2 separate regions of the Pan troglodytes genome follow, and region 2 is linked to region 1. The links are chromatin contacts, called in public Hi-C maps. All regions are on one chromosome and are shown on one strand. The core of a region is the stretch at or near the end of the contact, and the rest is flanking DNA. Distances in the headings are between cores, read along the strand shown.

Region 1 (2,814 bases), core at 192-2,691:
CTATCTCTCTCAAGTCGTATATGTCACACATTTATGGCTCTCTCCTCCTAATTTTTTTCCTCCCTCTTTCCATATTCCTCCCAAACTCTCTTAAGCTCAACTACAAGAACACTTGTCTTTTCACCCCAGCCCCATTCCCCGCTTTCTGGATTTATTCCTCTGGTGGCTAGTAGATCTCTCTCCTTTCTAAAGTAAATCAATTTCACATTTCTGCCCCCCTACACCAATCAACACCACATTATTTTTATATTTGTGGCAGAGGTTTAATAGGTAGAACAAGGGGATGCTTTGCAGAGGCTAGAACACTCAAGAGAAAGATTTGTTTTCTTTGTCATTTGAACAGGAAGCATATATAAACCATGCTGTAAAGTTTCTTTCTGGTGGCTCCCATATTTTAGGTTACTGGCCACCCTAAAAACCTAAGCCCTAAAAACCTGTTACCTTCCCATGTAACAGAAGCTTAATGTAAATGACTTTCATAAGCCTATATTCCTTTAACTTATTTTTTTCTTCTTTATCCATAGCAGATTTAAGTCTGGATTCCTTGACTCATCCAAAGTGGCTAAGTGCAAGAATGCTATTTTTTTTTAATGCCTGTCTTCCCCATTAACTCCCAGAGGGCAGGGGTATTGGCCATCTAGGTGACCATTAGCACTGTCCCTGGAAAATGGAACACACTCATTACTTCTTATATTTAGCATCTGTTGAAGGGAATTTGAATGTGAGCATAAATTTCTTAAAGGATCTTTCAGTCCCTTGAACAAAGTGTGAACCAAGTGTCATCCAAGTTATACAACATGGAGTACATACAATTGCATTTCACTCTAATTCAAGCCTCATAAGAACAGGTGACCCAAGAAGCAATCTCAACCCCTCATAGATTTTTCTCCAATACCTAATCTGCAAGCCAAGGATCTTTGGGGTACAGAAAAAGTCATTTTTTTTTCTTTCCTTTGAGGGAAGTGACAGATACAAAGTTTTCGTACTCAGCTCCTAACTGCCCCCAGCTCACCCTGGCAGCTGAAGAGTTAATCTGCTGCCACCTAGTGGTTCTTGGCCAACGTGCGGGAACCCCAGCTCACATAAGGTGAGGGTGACTGGGGTGGGTGTGGGCTGTCTCCATGAAGAGGACAAGGTTCTCAAGTGGCTTTGTCTTCCCACCCCCAAAGTTTGTCTCTCTCTTTCTCTCTCTCTCTCTCTCTCTCTCTCCCCCCCTCTCTCTCTCTCTTCTCTCCTCTCTCCTCTCTCCTCTTTCTCTCTCTCTCTCCCCTTCTCTGGGGCCTGTTTCCTGTAGACCTGAGGCAAAGCAGTAGTTCAGGCTGGGATTTCTTGCAAGTTTTCCACTGTGGGGTGCCACAACAGCTGTGACCCTGGCTTGATTTTGATGTAGACTTCAAGGGCGCCGTCCCCAGCAGGGAGAACATTTTTACCTCAGGAGCCTATTCACATTGGTAGCCTTGGCAGGGAAAGTTCCAGAAGCTTTGATTACACAAATACCTCTGCTAGGTACAGGCCCGTCTTGGCAACCTGGGGAGAGAGAATGTGCACATGGGCTGATTAAACCAAACGACCCGTTTCCTTTGCCGGGGCTGGGGGCTGGGGGTCTTCGGCTTGGAAATGATTTTTTCCTTGGCTGTGTTGCCTGGAAACTTTGAGGGTTTAATTAGGACTGGGGAGGTTTTTGGCTCCCGCAGCTGCCTCTGCTCTCCCTCAGGGTTACTGAGTGAGAATGTGTGCATGCGTGTGTGTGTGTGTGTGCGTGTGTGTGTGTGTGTGTGTGTCCCCTGCAGTGCAGGCCAAAGCCGTCTGGAGAAGTTAATTGTGTACCAAGGCAGATGTGGCTCTTTTTATTTCAATTGATTTCAGTTAATAACTTTTAACCTCTGAACCGCAGTGAGGCTGCGTGTGGTTTATGTATCATGTACTGGAGCCCGGACAACTGAGTGGAAATGGTAGCTATTACCTTACTGCCGCCATCCATCTAGGGCCAATCTTTGGAAACTTTTCTAAATGTTCTCAAGCAAATCCAGAAAGGACATCCTCCATCAGTGTCTCTCTGGCTCTGTGAATTCCTAGGAAGAAGTAAGACAAGAGCCGGCCTGCCCCAAAGCAGTTATCTTATTTGGTCAGGAGGAAAAAGTTGGAGTAAACAAATTAAAATGAAACATTTTTTCATCCTTTATTGACTTCAGTGTTCTTTTTATTAACCTCAACATTACCAAGCAGTTACTCTCCCATTTGGAGACTTGGAGAAAGAAGAAGAATTTTCTTTTCTGCTTTTCTTTGATATGTATATATGTTTGTATTTATTTTTCAACTACCAATGTTATACACAAACATGTTCTGGTTATATAAGGATTAAATACAGAAGTATAAGCCCTCTTGCTCACAGGCAGATTTTCCAGCTGGGGTCAAGGCAGGTGCAGGTGCATTGTGACCCACCCCTTTTCTTCCTTCCCTCCCTCTTTTCTTTTCTGCTTTCCTTTCCTCCTTCCTTCAGAGGAAGATTCAGAGACACAGGTCTTTCCTTCATGGAGCATGTGGAAATGAGCTCCCACATACCATGTGTATTTGTTTGCTAGGCCTGCTGTAAGAAGATACCACACAAAGGTCTAATATCCAGCATCTATAAGGAACTTAAACAAATTTACAAGAAGAAAACAACCCCATTAAAAAGTGGGCAAAGGACATGAACAGATACTTCTCAAAACAAGACATACATGTGGCCAACAAGCATATGAAAAAAAGCTCAATATCACTGATCATTAGAGAAATGCAAGTCAAAACCATAATGAAATACCATCTCACACCAGC
Region 2 (2,814 bases), core at 156-2,655, 550 kb before region 1:
AAAAATTAGCCGCGTGTGCTGGTGGGCGCCTGTAGTCCCAGCTACACAGGAGGCTGAGGCAGGAGAATGGCGTGAGCCTGAGAGTCGGAGCTTGCAGTGAGCCGAGATCACACTACTGCACTCCAGCCTGGGCGACAGAGCGAGACTCCTTCTCAAAAAAAAAAAGAAAAGAAAAGAAATATTAAATTATTAAGGCCCTGGTTTAATCCATGAGACAGTAGATTACAGCGGTAAATAGCATGAGCTCTGGGGTCAGACCGTAGGAGTTTGGGAAAGTGACTTCTAGACAACTTTGAGCAAATTACTTAGCATCTCTATGTCTGGGCTTCCTAATCTGGAGAATGAAGATGACAGTGGTACACATTTCAGATGGTTGCTTTGAGGATTAAATGAGATAATACCTGTAAAGTTTAGAACAATGCCAGGCACATGGTAAGGCTTGGAGTTAGTTATTGTAGAAGGGGCTCTATAAATAAATGTTTAATTGAAAAAAATCAACAGATCCATCTGGGGGTGGCAGTTAACCACTCTTACCCCAAAATGGAAACCTCTTGCTATTGGAATAACTTTCCAGAATAAAATATATGAAAGAAAACTTGATGAAATACAGGCATTAAATGTTATCACATAACCATCCGTAAATTCTGGGTTTCCACAAAGCAGTTCTTCCGAATCATAATTAAGGGTTTGAAAGTCAAATGATTTAACTGCTAGTTTTAATTACCTCTTGGTGAACTTTAGTGTGTTAGAATTGTCACAACTTTCCTTGAGGATTACTCTGAAGTCAAGCAATACAGTGGGAAATTATTAACTCCTACTTTGGTACAGCAATTATCTGCATTACAAGGTTTATGCAATTAGCTGTTTAAGATGTCATTATATTTTGCCATCTGGTACACAGGAGTTTATGCATATGAACAGGCACGTGTTGAAGTGATTTTCACTATATGACTTGTTCTCAACCCAAGTCATCGCTCTAATGAGGGGAAGTTGCCGTGCACCGTACATTAGTGGCAGGTGCACACTATCAAGCTTCATTTTCATCGAAGACCTTCATTTTTCCATTTTAAAGTATTCCGCACAAGTGCTGGAAAATTAATTAGTCGTTCGCAATTGAACAACGCCTGCAGACGTGTTCTTTAGCAGTTAGGCGGGGGCACGGCTTCAGGTAGGGGCCACTCCTCCTCGTCACCCGGACGGCTGCAAGGAACCCTCATTCTGTGCAAAGCCAGGGCGCAATCCAGTGCAGTAAACCTCCCCTCGCGAAGAGGGAAGCGGGGCTCGCTGTTGCACCCCAGGCCGAGCGCCCTAGGGGAGAGGGCGCCGCAGCGAGTCCCGAGATCCGAGCCCGGCCTCGACGCCGGAGCGCTCCCGGAGCTGCGTCCTTGCCCGAAGCGCATTAAAACGGCGCCCTCTGGTGTCAGCTCGCGGCGGCCGGGTAAAAGCAGTGGCGCTGGGGGTAGAGTTCTACTCGCCACCCTGTTCGCAAACTGAAAGATCCCCGAGTTTAGAAAGTGCCTTGCCGCTCTGCGGACGCTGTGTCCGCGGCCCCGCTGTCGCGCAGAGCTGGGCTGCGATCAGAAAGCCCGGCTCCCCTGGCCCCAGACAGTGGCTCCCGGGGGAACCAGCGTGGAGGGCGAGGAGGGACCTGATCTTCGAAGGCAGGAAGGACAGAACCCCCAAGCCACGACGGCAGCGGGGCGCGGGGACGGCCAGGCTCCAGCCACAGAGGCCCGAATTCGGCCCACACTGCCCGGCGGCAGGCCGCGAAGGAGCCCCGGGTAGTGGGGGCGGCAGGAAGGAGAGGCGCGCAGGGCCTTTGGGGCCTCCCCAAGCCCCGGGCTCCCGTCTGGGCTTTGTGGGTTGGCGGTGTCTGAATCGCCGACGGGCCGAGCCGTGCCGGGAAGGCGCGCGGCCCCGCGCGGGCACCTGGCTGAGGCCGCCCCGCGCTGCCATTGAAATGTGACACTGATGAACGAGCTAGGCCCGCGGCTTTCTTTGAGAGAGTTGGAAGTCGCCAGCCGCGAGATCTGGGGCTCTCAGGTTCCCTGGGAAACGTTCTCCCCGCACCCCCCTGCCTCCACCTTCGGCACTATTGCTATCCTCTCCCATTTCCCCCCAACACACACACACACACACACACACACACACACACACACACACACACACACCCCTCACGCGTTTTCGAGTGCCAGACCAAGAGTCTTAAGTTCAGCTCCAGGAAGACAGGGTAGTGGCGGGAAAGAACATTCTGACTACGGGGAAGTTTGAGTTGGTTGGGGCTGAGTCAATAAAGTCGCCCCTTGAGCCTTTTGTTTTGAGGCTTTGATTGCAACGGCGCCTTTCGCCTTTTATATTTGGGGCCTGGTGGGTGACAGTGAGGGGACAGAGGAAGGGGACGAAGCACGTGGAACCTGGCCCCTTTTGGGATGTTTCTGCACCAGCTTTTGTTGGGGGAGAGGATGGGAAGGGAAGGAGGGAGAGTGGGTGCCTTACAAGCAACCAGCAAGGATTTCTTGAGAGACAACAACGTGCGGAGCACTGAATCAGGCACCAGCAGCGCTTACTGAGAATGAGAATAGGATCTTGCAAGCTGATTAGCGAGAGAAAAATTCAAAAAAGGGACAAATTGGTTAGATTAAGTATCCAAATAGATGCAGCAAAGCTGAGTAAACAAATCAAGGATGGGTATTGGAATTGGCTAGTGGAGTCTCAGAGCATCTGTGTGTGGACATCTCCGTGAGTCCATTGCAGTTCAGAGGTTGTTCTATGTAGGCTCTGCCTAGAAAACAGATACTTAATAAAGTTCGAGAT

Evidence for each region. A called contact is a pair of places that touch in the nucleus more often than the background predicts.
Region 2: a contact with region 1 is called in a Hi-C map of induced pluripotent stem cells, with 2.1 times the contacts expected there. The contact joins two enhancer-like sites. A contact is called at or near these places in 2 of 7 Hi-C or Micro-C datasets (induced pluripotent stem cells and stem cell-derived neural progenitor cells) and 1 of 1 datasets of contacts at active chromatin or transcription factors (stem cell-derived excitatory neurons).

The regions. Positions count from the first base shown.
Region 1 is chr1:169,408,373-169,411,186 of NHGRI_mPanTro3-v2.0_pri, reverse strand. No RefSeq gene overlaps it. Among named protein-coding and RNA genes, the nearest start is that of TM2D1, 140 kb to the right of the region's middle. Within about 2 kb of position 1,441, at least 1 of the 24 cell types and tissues checked has an H3K27ac peak or open chromatin away from gene starts, as enhancers often do. A contact at or near this core is called in induced pluripotent stem cells, where this site is marked.
Region 2 is chr1:169,960,957-169,963,770 of NHGRI_mPanTro3-v2.0_pri, reverse strand. No RefSeq gene overlaps it. Among named protein-coding and RNA genes, the nearest start is that of NFIA, 34 kb to the right of the region's middle. Within about 2 kb of position 1,405, at least 10 of the 24 cell types and tissues checked have an H3K27ac peak or open chromatin away from gene starts, as enhancers often do. A contact at or near this core is called in induced pluripotent stem cells, where this site is marked.